Regions from separate parts of the Mus musculus genome. Here region 1 is linked to region 2. Evidence: chromatin contacts called from public Hi-C data. All regions are on one chromosome and are shown on one strand. Each heading gives the region's core, a stretch centred on a gene start, on an enhancer-like site or on the middle of the called end of the contact. The rest is flanking DNA. Distances are from core to core; before and after follow the strand shown. Region 1 holds the start of Rdh10 (retinol dehydrogenase 10 (all-trans)). Region 2 holds the start of Slco5a1 (solute carrier organic anion transporter family, member 5A1).

Region 1 (7,454 bases), core at 1,120-3,619, 3.1 Mb after region 2:
CTTCAGGGCAAACTTCTTCCTCAGGCGCTTCACCTTCAACTCTGCGAAATTCCTTCGCTTTTTCTTGAGGGTTTCTGGCACAGCGGGAACCTTTTTCTTGAGAGTTTTTGGCCCAGCAGGAACCTTTTTCTTAAGGGTTCCTGGCACAGTGGCAACCTTCTTTTTCTTCTCTCTGTTGTTTGTAGAGAATTACTAGTAGGTCAAAAAACTTCCTGGTGATGTATCACACACACTAGGTGCTCAGAACTACGTTAAAACTGTCACCCACTCAAACCGGCAGCATCTAGCATCTCCGTCGTTCCCGAAAGCTCTACTGGAGATGCAGCGTTCATGCCCACAACCTTCACGTTATACACACCTTACTTAAAGGTAAACATGTATGACATTAAAGAGATTTATGCCTAACCCCAGCCATCAGTCCTGGCCTGTGAATTGTTACAAGTTGTCAAGTCACACTGAAAAAACTGTACTGCACACTTTTTGGGTTCCAGGACTCACTGATCCTCGATCAAGTCTCAAGCTCCATATGCAGGAGGCTGCCGGTAAGCAGCCGGCTAAGATAACTTTAGCTACAAAGGATCTCGTTCCATGATTCCGCGGAATACATTCTACCGAAGAACGGACCTCCGCCCAAGTAGCCGGATCCGCAGTCTGCCCTCAGTTTGCTCCTGGTACTGCCAAGGCCTCCGCGCGGAGGCCCCCCGCACTCCCTCCTAGTACCACACGGCGTCACAAACACCCAGACAGGCAGGCAGTGGTTCCAGGCTACACTCAGATACAGGAAAAGTGAGACAAAATGCCTCTAGTTTGGGGGATGGAGAAGGATTCTGGGGGAGAGAAGAATCGACTTACGGAACAGCCTCCATGGTTCCAGCCGGAAAAGAAGAGAGAAAGGTGGCGCATGCGCACTGTCTCCTTAAAGGTCTCAGGGCGCGAAGCCCCACGCCTTATAGCTGTCCTGAGATAAGCCGGAAAATAATCTAGAATTGAGATTTTTGCACTTTGCTGGCGCAAAATGAACAGCTTGGCTTAGTCACGGCCAGCCAACTTTATGGTAAAACTCATCGGAAAACAAATGCACTGAATACATTTTTTTTTTTTTTTTTTTTTTTTTTAATGAATAGAGTGGGGACACCTCGTCAGCTCTGGGCTTAATTTCTCCAGGTTGCGTTGACAACCCTAGGGTCAGGCTCTGCGGAATTCGTTGGACCCAAAAGGCATGTTCAGGGATGTGAACTACAAGTCCCAGCATGCGTCGCTGCATAACCCGCGGGGCTGGAGGGCGACGTTGACCGACACTCTGGGCAGCCTTCGCGGCGGTGATTCCCATTAGGCTCACTAGAGTATGAGGCTTCACGTCCTCAGCGGCTAGCTGAGCTATGAAATCACTGTCTGTCACCTCCTCCGGCTCTCTGCGGCCCGTGGCCACGCAGCCCTGCTCCCCCACCTCGGCTGCGCTGCCGAGGTCCTTTTTCCGCCCGACTGCCGGGCTGTCTTCCGCAGCGCCTGATCATCGGCCGCCAGGTCCACAGTCCCTCGGTTGGCGAAAGCAGCGAGACCGGGAAGAGTGATGACCCGAAGGTCCGAGGAGGATGGGGGGGTTCGCTGCTGCGGGACCCGGCAGGCGCAAGCCACGGCGACCCTCAGCAGGGGGCGTGAGCCGCGAAGAGTGGCACGACGAGGGCGGGAGCCTTCGGCCGCGGTCGTGGAAGAGGGGCTGCCCCGCGCGGTGGGGCGGCCGGCGGGAGGGCGAGCGGGGAGGGGAGGCTGGGCCGGGGGCGGGGTGCGACCGGGGGCGGGGAGGGCCGAGCTGAGGGAGGGCCGATGCCACTGCAGCGGCCGGCGCTTCCCGGCGGTGGGTTATATAGCGCGGAGTGTGGAGCTACCTCAGAGCCGGCTGGGAACGCTCAGACGCTGCGGGGCCCCGTGCCCGAGTGACAGCGGCGCGAGTGCAGGGCAGGGGACCCGAGTCGCGCTGGCAGCTCGAGCGGTTGGCAGCCCTCGCGTGCGCCCCGCAAGTCGGCCCTTCCCGGCGCTGCCCGCACCCTCCCGCAACTTGAGTCAAGTTGACAACTCCCGCGTCCCGACGCATCCGCTCGGCGCACCCCTGTCCTAGGAAGACGGGGAGCCGCTGCAGCAGCGCCGGGGACGTTCGGGCGGCGGCGGCTTGGCCATGAGGGCAGCGCGCGTCGCCTAACTCGCGGCTGTCACCGCCGCTGCAGCGGGACTGGACGGACGGACGGACGCTGTGGGACAAACAGGCGGCCGCCAGCAGGAGGCGCCGAGCCGGGAGCAGCGGCAGGCACAGCCCGTGGCCACTGCGCCGAGCCCGGGCGGAACTGGCCCCGCGCAATTCAGCCCCGCAGCACCTCGGGGGCGGACTCCGGGCGCAGCCTTCGCGTCCGGATCGCGGTGACAAGCGCCTCCGGGGCCAGGAGCTGGGCTGTCTGGCGCAGGGAGAGTGAGGACACGGTGCTGGGCTGCTGCGGGACCCGGGGCGTCGCGATGAACATCGTAGTGGAGTTCTTCGTGGTCACTTTCAAAGTGCTGTGGGCGTTCGTGCTGGCCGCGGCGCGCTGGCTGGTGCGGCCCAAGGAGAAGAGCGTGGCCGGCCAGGTGTGCCTCATCACGGGCGCGGGCAGCGGCCTGGGCCGCCTCTTTGCTCTCGAGTTCGCCCGGCGCCGGGCGCTGCTGGTTCTCTGGGACATCAACACGCAGAGCAATGAGGAGACCGCAGGCATGGTTCGCCACATCTACCGGGACCTGGAGGCGGCCGACGCTGCTGCTCTGCAAGGTAATGCCTGTGTATTGTTGAGTCAAACATCTCCCCAGCCCGGAGGGTCTCCACTGCCTAGTGTCATGGGCAGCCTCGCTCTCCCGGAAAGGAACACCCCGCTGGTCTTCTGGAAGGCGAGTGGAATTTGCCCCTTGATAAGAGAGCAAGGTTTTCTGTGTTAGAAGACTGAAAGCGTGCAAAACATAGGAGATCCTGTTTCTTCGGTCCCAAGCTGAGGTTTCCTAAACTCTGCGAGTAGTGTAAGACAGGGGGAACTTGCTACCGCAGGTTTGGGTCCAAAAGTAATTTCTCAGTCTGATTTGCATGTGGCATGATGGGAAGATAGAGAGTCTTGAGAAGTTGTTTCCACAGTGGACTGAAACAGTTATCTGTTTCTGTGAGGTCTGAGCTGCTTAGACTTGGGCGCTATAGATCCTTTCACTATAACTTTAGCTCCTGGAAAATAATTACATTGTTTCCCCAGCCTTAAGTAAGTGCTTTAGTTACTAACCCTGAGTAAATATGAGTGCTTCCCTTCCTCTTGAGAAAGTGCTTTCTCTCGCCCCCCCCCGCCCCCCCCCCGCCTTTTGCAAAATTTCTCTCATGATTTGGAGGCACCCCAATCTACATCTTATGTGTTTAACAATTAGTTTGCGCCTGAAACTTTTTTAAAGCCTAAGTAGAGATCATGACCCACTATAGATACTGTTCTAGGAAAATTGGTGGCTAAATTGACTTGGGCTCCATTCTCCCATATACCTGTCATTTGTTACCAAACTTACCAGAAGCTGTGTGTTTTATGTAAGGTTCAAAATGTTACATTTTCAAAGCTAGTGTGGAGAGGCAACAAATTTGGGCATTTGTGCTCCCTACCCAATCTTAAAAGCAATGCTTTAGAGAAGAGATTTTGATTTCGATGCTGTTTGGACTCTAATGTGGTACACTTGCATATTATTAACCTCTAAACTTTATCTGTGAGATTAATTCTTAGGGGAATCAGTTTAAAATTAAACCAGTGACTTGCATTCTTTCATTAGAAACTGCTCATTCATTGCTTGGCTTTGAATGAGTTTAGATTGTTGCTTACAGTTTGGATTTGTGAGCCTTAAAGTGAATTTCTGTTTTGAGAGCAGAGCTCTCTCTGGCCACCAGCTTCCTCCCCACCCCCATCTGCAATGTGTGTTATTCTCTGGGCTGAGATCAGTTCTTTGCAGGTGTCTAGCTCCAGCAAGTTGATCCCATGTGGTCTACTTGTATTGGACTTGCCACAATTACATGACTTTCCCCTAAGCAAGGTTGTCCAGTAAATTGCTGTAATTCCCAAAGACTTTCAGGGGAGGAAGGCAGCTGTAAGCTGAATTATTGGCAGGCATTACAGTGTTAGAAATTTGAAGCTCACTGTAGTATTTTGCTTTGTATGATTTCTCTCCTACTGACTGCCTTGTGGCTCACTTTCTGCAACCCTTCTTTCTTTCATTCTCCCCTCATCCGGACTTCTGAGGACAGCTGGAAAAGGTGAGGAGGAAATCCTGCCCCCGTGTAACTTACAGGTTTTTACCTACACTTGTGACGTGGGGAAGAGAGAGAATGTCTACCTGACAGCTGAAAGGGTCCGCAAGGAGGTTGGCGAGGTCTCGGTCCTGGTCAATAATGCTGGTGTGGTTTCTGGACATCACCTTCTGGAATGTCCTGATGAGCTCATTGAAAGAACCATGATGGTCAACTGCCACGCACACTTCTGGGTAAATATAAACATCTTTGTTTTTGTTCCCTGGACCCTCCTCAATGAAAAGGCTGGGAAGAGGAGCACATGCCAGCATGGAAGCCATCTCAGTCTTCTGCATGAGATGCCTGTCTAATGAGCTGTCCCCACATGCTGGGTTACAATGTCTGATGAGAATTTTAAACTGCTCCTCTTTCAGTATTTCTTAAGAAGGCAGAAATTGACTATGGGAACTAGTTTGAAAGATTGCTGTAAAAATAACAAGAGGGAGTATAAACCCTAGTTTTGTTTATTTAGCTTTCTGTTGAGTTTATAAAACCCTGGTTCTTATGAATTCGTAAAGTCAGGGGTTAGGCTTCCAAACTACTGCTCAGCCACATTTTAGAAAGTCCTAGACATCTGAGATCAGCATCTGTGGTTCATTGGGAGTGATTAGGCCACCCTGGCAGCTACTTACCATCCACCAGCCATCCACACTGTTCAGGTGGTGGGCATCTCAGAACTTTGTAGGCTCACCCTCTCTTGAATGAGGAGTCATCTTGAAAGGACAGGGGACTTAGGAGGTCTGGCGAGCCATGAACTATGCAAAAGGCAAACTATGTTTGCCTTTAGCTCTTGGAGCTCCTGCAGCATCCAGGGGTGGGGAGGGTCTTCTGTTGCCAGAGGGCTACCATAACACCAGCGTTTTAGCTAGATTGTCAGTCAAGGTAGATGTGAAGTTTCCCCTTTAATTCTGTGCATGCAGTGTTGATCCATTTTATACTTTTTCCTTTTTATTATTTTCCCTTTACTTATATAGACAGAAAAGTAATCCAGTAAAAGGGATAGGGAGGACTGGGGTAGCTCACTGGCAGAGTGCTAACCGAATATGTGCATGCCTTGGGTTACATTCCTAGCACCGAGGGGCAGAGGAAGAGAAGGTAGAGGATAGCATTATACTCTCATAGGCAGAGACATCATCTCATAGAAGTCAACAAAGAACTGTTTCTCCTAAATAGGTCACATTAAACCTCATTAATTTTTAAGCTACTGCTTAAAAACTTAATCTGGCTTTGGAAGTGTTCAGACGTCACTTATCCAGTATCAGGCCTCTTCTCTGGTCCTGCGTGAAGCTTATCCTAATGTTTTATTTGGAAACGCAAGCTTTATATAGTTTATTTCCAAGCTTCTAGAAATAAACATATGAATAAGCTGAGGTCTCTGGTCAAGGCTTTTTTTTTTTTTTTTAAATGAATAAGATCACCATACACAGGAGGGACAAGCACACGTGTACTCGGTGTGCGGTAGATGAATTGAGCAACAGACAAGCTTTTTGCTGCTGCAAGAACAGTCATTATGTGTCACAGCCAACTGAATGGACCTGACAGGACAACTTGTCAACAATACTATATGTTTATAATTCTGAATAATAGGTCTGGCCCTTGCTTGGGCCAGTGGTGGCCACACACACCCTTAACCTCAGCACTCAGGAGACAGAGGCAGCTGAATCTATGAGTCAAGGTTAGTCTGCTAACACAGTGAATTCCAGGGCTACAATAGCAGGACCCTGTCTCCAAAACAAACAAGTCTCGGGGAGAGTATTGCTTCCATTTTTGAGATGTGGTTGAGCTGCCATGCTGATTCCAGTTGACTTGTCAGTCTTAAAAACCTATGCAACCATTAGAAGGTTAGTATGAGCCAGAGACACGGATTTTTATTTCCTCAACCTTTGTCTGAGATGGTGCGAGGTTTCCTAACTATAAACTTTTACCCTCACAAAGTTCCCTCAAGTTTCACCATCTTGACTGTTCTGTGCAAAATTATTTTGATAACTTATAAAAATGTAAATATATCCAGGTTTTTTAAAAAAAAAATCTATTTTATGTATAGGAGTACACTGCAGCTGTCTTTAGATACTCCAGAAGAGGGCATCAGATCCCATTACAGATGGTTGTGAGCTACCCACGTGGTTGCTGGGAATTGAACTCAGGACCTCAGGAAGAACAATCAGTGCTCTTAACCACTGAGCCATCTCTCCAGCCCCTATATCCAGGTTTTTAAAGAAGCCATATAGCCTTCAGTTCAATACCATAGAGCAGTAGCAAATCTTCTCTAGACATTCTATGAAATAAGTGCTGATTTAGAGTGTTAAGAAAAAAAATCTACAGCCTCCTGTGAATGGATGCAGGTTGTACAAGTTCGTCGTTGGGTCTTTTCCTAACATAAGGAAGGACTTGCATCAATTCTTACTCTGGATCGTGTACCAAGGGTGAGCTGCACCTTCCTACCCTCGTCACTGAGCTTTGAGAAGTTGCTTAACCACACAATTTAGGGAGTTCTTGGAAGCCTGGTTCCTAATGACATCACTTTGTATTAAACTATGGGAGGCTCCTGAATTCTCCAGCTGTTTTTCCCCTAAGCATCTAAACTTAAGATTTTATTTTCAATATTGAGTCAGAAAATTCATTTTAGCATTGGAATTTCTGACTTTTTGCCAAGACTTAAGAAACCTTTGGAGAAGTTGAGCGTTAGCAGCTAGAACATAAAAGGCTGTTTTTCCTTTTGAAGGTGGTTGCCCTAGGGTTAGGCGGTATTGCCGAGCACCGCTCCAATTCACCTTCCCTTCTAGTTTCTCTTAGTTGAAAATGCTAGTGGTATGTTTTCAAAGATGTGTTGCCTTGGCTTCCACCATTGTTTCAGAAGAGAATGACCAGTGTGTCTTTTGACTGTGCCTGGTGGGGAAGAGAAGTTACCCTAGTTAAATCGTGGATCCACTGAGCAGAGAATGCGTTCAACTATTTGGACAGGTCATCTTGAGACAGACTTTTAAGTAGCAGTCAGTGTCTGTTTTCATAGAATAACAACGTGCGTGTTGATCCTGACTCATAGTTCAAGTCCTGTTTATTTAGCATGAACTAGAATAGCATGCAACTTCCACTCTGGAGGTGCCATGCAGGCTCCAGCTACTGCTTTTAT
Region 2 (7,265 bases), core at 1,512-4,011:
CAAAGTACAGCCCTTCTAAGCTGACCATCTTCTTCACTCTCTTGGAAAATCTCATTCAGACATCAAGGAATCTACCAACACATAGCTAAGAAGTTACTAAACAGCCACATAGGTGAGCTCCTTGGTGAATTCTAAGCCAGGAACGAAAGAGAGAGAAAGAGAGAGACAGAGAGAGAGAGAGAGAGAGAGAGAGAGAGAGAGAGAGAGAGAGAGAAGACAACATCCAAGGTTGTCCTGTGGTGTACACACAGATGTATACACACACACACACACACACACACAGAGTGCCTTTAGGTGTTTTAAGTGTTAGGTGGACTCCAGCAAAACAGAACAGAGAGCAATTAACTGGTCTAACAACACTGATCCTTTCCAGGGGTTCAAAACCATCTTTTAGTGCACTTTAGAAGGAGCAATTACTAACTACAGAGAGATGCTGACAACCACCAAAGTTACATCTAGAAACTCGGTTAGCCCTGTGCATACCTGGCTGACCTCCCATGGATACCCGGAACTTATCCCAAACACCTCTGTCTGCTGTGCTCTTAAATGAAAGGCAAGGAATGAAACCCAAGAGCCTGTGTTCTTCAGAAGACAGTAATGAACTCTCACAAACTCCAGTAACTGAGGTCTTCTAAGCCCAATGAAAACAGCCTTGGATAAATCCATGGCCCATGCTGTTGCTTCCTCGTGGGCAGACATAACTTATTCATCTACTGTTTTTCAGGCTTTGTTGGTGCTGGGTGATCAGACATGTTCAGAATAGAGTTTGGAAGTGAAGTGACATAGCATATGTGGTCTGGCTACCCCATCATCTGCTTTTAGGGATGAGAAACAGATGTAACAATGCAAAGCAATGACTCAAAACTGCTGGTGAGCTCTCCTCCTTTCTGGTCATTTCTTGGAAAGAAAGCTTAGAAGATAAACTTGACAAATAGAGGTTCCCCAAAAGTGAACAACAAGAGGAACGGGCCCTGTGCTGTCCTATTTTTCAGCCTTTGTATTGGTGAGAAAAGACAACTGTGAAATTATTTCAAAGAGCTCTTTATCCCAAACTGAAAACATACTACACCAAAAGCAGGACTCAAAAGGAATGAACCATAATGCTTAATATACTTGAAAACACAAAAGGTTGTGTTCCTTTGTGACTGGGGAAGAAAAAGAATGTCACTGTGAGCCAACTACATGCCTGAGAATTCCAAGTCTTACCTAGGTACAAGGATGCATTGTCTTTCTTGACGTTGTCATCTAAATAGGTTGGTCCCAGGGTGTAAATCGGTGTAGAGCCCATTCCAATGAGAACCTGTGCACAAACGAATAAAGCCACGTAGATCCAGTGACTATTTCCTCCCGAGTCCTTGGGACAGGGAGGAGGCTCCAAGATGGCTGTGGAGTTGCCATTCTGACAAAGGCCATCGTTGGAGGCCGAAGCGTTCAACTCTTGGATTTGATAGGGGGGTGAGATAAAGTGAGGTAAAGCGAAGAGCGCAGCCCCGATGGCAATAAGAAGTCCACCCACTGCCAGCCATAGGGGCCTTCGCCCACGGCCACCAAAGTAGCTGACGAACACCACCACCACCAGGTTTCCTATATCAAAGCAGCTGACCAGCAGCCCTGACTCAGAACTCTTCAAGCTATAGCGCCTTTCGATGGTGGTGATGACACTGCTCAGGTACCCAGAGACCATTAACGCCTGGATGAAAGTCAGAAAACACATGCACACTAAGAAGCAGCGAGAATCCGTAAGGACCACGTAGAGACACCTTCTCTCCTGGAGTGTGGCCAAAGTGGAAGATACTGACACAGTTTTGCTGGGGTCCATCCTGTGGTTACAGTCCATGAGTTCCGTTGTAGTGCCTGCCGAAGTGGATGGAGCAGAAGGGCTGGGGACTATCAAGTTCCGTCCTAGATGCGTCTCCTGGCGACCTGGAGCTTCATTGCAACCCAAGGCCAGTTTGCCATCTGCATTCCCAGCACTGAAATTCTGCCGGCAGGAGGCGCTGTGCAGGACCGGTAAACTCTTAGACCTGAAGGACTCTGACTCGCACTTCTCTTGGACAGCTCCAACCGAAGACGGTGCCTCTAGCTGCTGTTGGGCCCGAGACTGCGCATCCCCTTCGTCCATGGCTCTTAAAATGTGATCGCTGATTCCATATAAGGCCTCCGGCACTTTTCATCCACCTGAACGAGGGGCTGATGCCCGGCCCACTCAGTCGTCTCCTCCTGAGACCCGGGCTGGGGATGGCAGAGCCTGGAAGCAAAACATCTCAGCAGCAGGGAGGTGCCCAGAGCATCCTGACCCGAGGCACAACAAGAAGCCACCTTGTACCGGGGGAGGTAAAGGTCCACGCGGTCCTTCGAGGAGTCCTGCTTGGTGTCCACTCTCAGGGATAGCTCGCGGTAGGCGCTTTGCGCGTCCGGTGCTCATCCCCTCCGCCGCCGCCTCTCAGACGGTGGCCAGAAGCTAGAGCGACCTGGGCCCAGTGTGGGGTCTCTTAGCGCAACTGTCCGAACAACATCCCACTTTGTGGCTCCAGGGGTGTTCGGTGCCCACCGCAAGGCTTGTGACACACAGGGTCGTGAAGCTGCCGACCTGTAAAGCAGAGAATTGATGGTCAGAGGGACGGATGCACTTGGGGCTGGCAACCCGGGGTCCGGTGACTAGTGCTAAGTAACCTCGTGGACCCCAGAGGGACCGAGGTGCTAGCCAGGAGCTGAACCGTGCAGGAGGGACCTGCAGAGACTGCAGCCTCAAGTCCCGGAACAATGAGCAGCAGGCGGTCCGCCAAGACTCTCGCTCATTGTCTGCGGCGGGCCTGCCCCCGCCCCGCCCCTTTTGCCTTAAACAGTGCGTTTGCTTTTATATGTTAATAATTATCAGCCTGGCAGCTCTGACTCAGAAGGCAGTGTCTTTTATTCGAGTGAACTAATAGCAACCTTCTGGTACTCCTACTCCATGACTCAAAATAGAAGATTCCCAGAAGAACAAAGGAAAGTTTTTTTTTTCCTTTTACAAGCACACAATACATTCCTGGTCTCAAATTTTAAAATACATTTTTAAGCGGTAGAAAGAAAACTACGTGTAGAAATATGTGTGCACACTTGTACACTGGCACGTGTGCGCGACGAGATGTGAATGCGTCCGCTCCATCAAACACCTACTTAAAGTCAAAGACAGCGCGTGGGGGGAGGGGATCAACATGCTTGCGTGGTTATTCTCTACACTAAAAATAGCCCCTTGCCGGAAAGAACTATATTCAATTACAAGTAACGAGGGCATTCGAGGCTGTGGCCCACGTTAAGTCCCAGAGCGCAAGGTTGAGCGAAACCGAAAATCAATTTGCTTTGCAAATGGTTGAGTGAAGCCACACCAAACAAAGAGACGCTGGCAAGCTGGCACAGCGTGCGCGGGGAGCCCACCGAAACGGCTCAACACAGGCACGCCGGCCCGGAGGTGTGCTATTTGCCAAGCACACCCTGAGAGCGTGAGGTGTGCGAAGGCCTGAAGTATAACACACACACACACACACACACACACACACACACACACACACACACGAGTTCACTTTGTGCGAGCCAGCGCTTGGTTTGAATTCAGCGAGCGCTAATACAGGTGCGCCTCCGCTGTAAACCCCATCCCTAATCTTGGGGAACCCTATACTCCTCCTGCCCCGGCGGCGAAGTGCACCAGATGGGAGGCATTGGGGTTCTGCTGCGTTGGGTTTCGTTCTGAGCTTTTGTGATGCTGCTGCGAAAAGAAAAAAGATGAGAGAGGCGGCTACAACATCTCCCAGTATTGTTCAGGACCGGACTGCCAGTGGCTTGCAAGCCGGCACTTGGGCTCCGCCCGCTCACCCCTGCGCCTTCCCGGGGAACTCCACCCGTGGCTGCACGCCGAGCTGGGGAATCCCGGCGTCGGAGCCCCTGGCTGAGGGAGCAGCCGCATCGCGACGCAGACTCGCATGGGATGGACACGCGGATCCCCGCCCCGAGCTCTCGGAACCAACGCGGAATCCTAGGGACATCCCCTCCGCGCGCGCGCACGCACACACACACACACACACACACACACACACACACACACACAGCCGGTGGGAGGACAGAACCGCCAGGCACAGCTCGCCGCTCTGCTAGGCGCACAAGCTTTCGCAACTCACTAGCGAGGGTGACGACCAATCTGCCGGGCTGGGAGAGGATCAGCCGCTGTAGGACGGCAGCGGTGGGGGAAGATGGGCCAGCCGCCTGCGGAGACCGTCTCGGTCCCGCCGCCGAGAAATCAGGGAGTGAGACTGCGAGTCGAGCTGGCTAACTCTTCCCCCAACCTCTGGCCTGTCACCCAAGCCTCTTCTCCCCAGGCAGACACACACGCACAGAGACGCGCCAGGACCGGAGCAGCAGAGGGCGCAGGCGCGCGGGCAGCCACCCAGCCCAGCCCTCAGGCAACCAGCCACCCCGCTGCCCTTCATCTGTACAGTGGGAAGACGAACCGCACTGAAGCCCCAAGGGTGCGGGTGTCTTTAAGTCACCAAGGTGGACAGAAAGACCATCTCATGTGAAATACTTCTATTGGCTTCTACCATGTTCACCACACACCATGTCTTTTCTACCATAGCAGATTCTGGGGACCAAAGTGGAACAAGATCCCTAATGTTAGGGAAACTTGTCTTGCCCTCTCCCATCCCCCGCCAAAATATCCACGTAAAAGGATTTTATACAGTTCATTCTATACAGTGTGCGACTGCAGAACTAGACACCCATTCACTTTCCTGTCCGGATCAGGAAGGGCACTTGCAAAGGCACAGAGGCATGGCACTACAAGTAAATCAGTTTTCTCAAGAGCGGCAGGGAACAGGACACAGGGGGTTCGTGACTTGTGTACTGTCAGTCCCAAGGGGCCATGGCATTCTGCCTTTCTTACCAGAAATAGCTTTGTCAATAGTGGTGGACTGTTGTGAGTACAGAGACAGACATATTGATATGTGACGAGGCAGGGAGACAGAAAACAGGTTGAGAAAGTAGAAGTGGCTAGCCTAGTTAGGCCGATGGGGTGGCGGGGGATGCTGTGGGAGGGGTCAGATCTCACACTTGAGTGGTGAACAGAGTCTAATCAAAACACGAGACGGGCAGTAGTGTCACACGCCTTTAATCCTAACACTTGGGAGGCAGAGGCAGGCAGATTTCTGAGTTCCAGACCAGCCTGGTCTACAGAGTGAGTTCCGGGACAGCCAGGGGCTACTCAGAGAAATCCTATCTTGAAAAAAACAAAACAAAAACAAAAAAAAACCCCAACAATCTTAAGGGCTGTCTATTGCTAGTCCATTATCAAACAGCAGTCTTCCTCTGTAGAGACAACATCTTGGTATTGTATGGATGCATCATCTTGTCAGTTAAAATACCTATGGCCTATAGGAAAGGGTAGAATAGAAAGGACATTCAGGAGGCAGAAAGGATTCATGAAAGAATGTAGGTGAAAGTAAATGGGTTATAGTACGTTAGGATCAGTCAGAGAAAAGCCTAGCTATACGACCATGGTATTTTTATACAGATATTTTGAGAGCATAGGGCTGGGAGCAAGAAACAGGAACACAGAGTGCATGCTCTCTCTCTCTCTCTCTCTCTCTCTCTCTCTCTCTCTCTCTCTCTGATTTATTTATTTTATGTATATGAGTACACTTTAGCTGTCTTCAGACACACCAGAAGAGGGCATCAGAAATCATTACAGATGGTTGTGAGCCAGTGTGTAGTTGCTGTGTATTGAACTCAGGACCTCTGGAAGAGCAGTCAACCCTTTTAACCTCTGAGCCAGTGTAGGGTCTCTTGATGCCGTTATCTTCTCCCCAATACCAGGAAGCAGTAGCAGCCAGATTTACCCAACTGTTGCTGGGGTCAAGTTTCAGACCCTAGGCCATTCTTAAAAGACACTGTCCGGTAGAACACATGCTACCAACATAGTTAATTACTTTATACTGGGCAATGAAGCTAGCTCAAGACGTGGGATTTGAAACAAATCTTTCTTTGATTGGACTTAATCGTGCATTCCGTGTTTTCTTTCTTAAACTACAAAGTATGAAAAGCATCTTTCGAAACAAAACAAGCAATCAAACAAACAAAAACCCGTCGCACCTTCAGGACCAGCCTGTGGATGAATCTCAGTCTAAGAACTGAGGCACATGGTGAGTGTTGGAAGGTGCAATGAGCCACTGTCACCTTTTCAGATAACAAACACCCCATAGAGACATGGTTCTTTTCTGCTTCAACATCCTTTAGTCCAGAGTCAGCTTTCTTAGTGCAAAGAGGCCAACCGTTAAGCACTTCTGATCTCGGCTCCCTGGTCACAGCAGAAGGTTCCCTGCCCTGCAGGCTGTAGCAGGGGCACCAGCTTCCCTGCAGGCAGGGTGTATCCATATATCCCTTCCTAGATGCTGTTTGTTAGACCCTTCTGGACATCTTATGATTCTCTTTCTACCTAAAATACAGGGTGGTTTCTATAACAAGCACAGGCAAAGATCAACACACTGGACAACTGCTAGTAAATTCTGCCTCACTTACCTGCAGTTTGAAGGTTCTCTGCCCAACTTACAGCTTCCCTGTCTGCAGCACAAGCATTTTGAGTCTTTATTAGGACCTACCTCAGAGCCATCAGGTCCTCCTCCAGTTGAGGAGGTCTGCATTCACAAAACAAAGCCCAAGGCCAGCTGAGATTCCTCTGCCTCGCCTCTCTTATGACTTCCCACTGCCAGAGCACAGACTTCTTCCCCAGAAGACACATTTCAGTATGACCCAACAGCCATGACCTCCACTCAGAGCATAGAACAATGAACTAAGGATCTGAAAAGGTAACACCATCCAGATACCGCATGCTAGTGAACCTCTTCAGTATAGGCGGGGCACCTGAACGCTCCTGTTTCCTAATACTTATTCAAAGGAATGATGTCCTGGTCATCCACAGCGCTCCACTATGATGCTGTCATTACCAGCAATGTTTTGGTTCTAGTCTAGAAGTTCTGTTTCACTTGTGGGTCAAAATAGAGTGGCTAGGAATTAGGGTTCTAGGACAAGCCATCTAGAACGATCTAACATTGTAGGAAGGACACTGTGCCACTTACAGCATTGCTCATAGAGGAAGCTGCCTTGGTGCTAATGTTAGCACCAGAACTGATAGCACCCATCCCAGTGTCCCTTCATGATTAAGGAGATGAAGAGAGCCCTGTTTCCAAACTTCCTGCACTGGACCTCAGTGTTGTCATTTACAGCTGTGTGGTGGTGGG

Evidence for each region. A called contact is a pair of places that touch in the nucleus more often than the background predicts.
Region 1: a Hi-C map of B cells shows a contact between it and region 2, with 6 read pairs. The contact joins the promoter of Rdh10 here to the promoter of Slco5a1 in region 2. A contact is called at or near these places in 1 of 39 promoter capture datasets (pre-B cells) and 1 of 484 Hi-C or Micro-C datasets (B cells).

Annotation. Positions count from the first base shown.
Region 1 is chr1:16,103,513-16,110,966 of GRCm38.p6, forward strand. It overlaps Rdh10 (retinol dehydrogenase 10 (all-trans)), which reads left to right and starts at 2,370. Exons shown (of 6, transcript NM_133832.3): 1 at 2,370-2,794; 2 at 4,283-4,518. The coding sequence starts at 2,506. It overlaps Rpl7 (ribosomal protein L7), which reads right to left and starts at 921. Exons shown (of 7, transcript NM_011291.5): 1 at 853-921; 2 at 1-172. The coding sequence starts at 866.
Region 2 is chr1:12,988,374-12,995,638 of GRCm38.p6, forward strand. Slco5a1 (solute carrier organic anion transporter family, member 5A1) reads right to left here and starts at 2,762. Exons shown (of 9, transcript NM_172841.2): 1 at 1,207-2,762. The coding sequence starts at 2,122.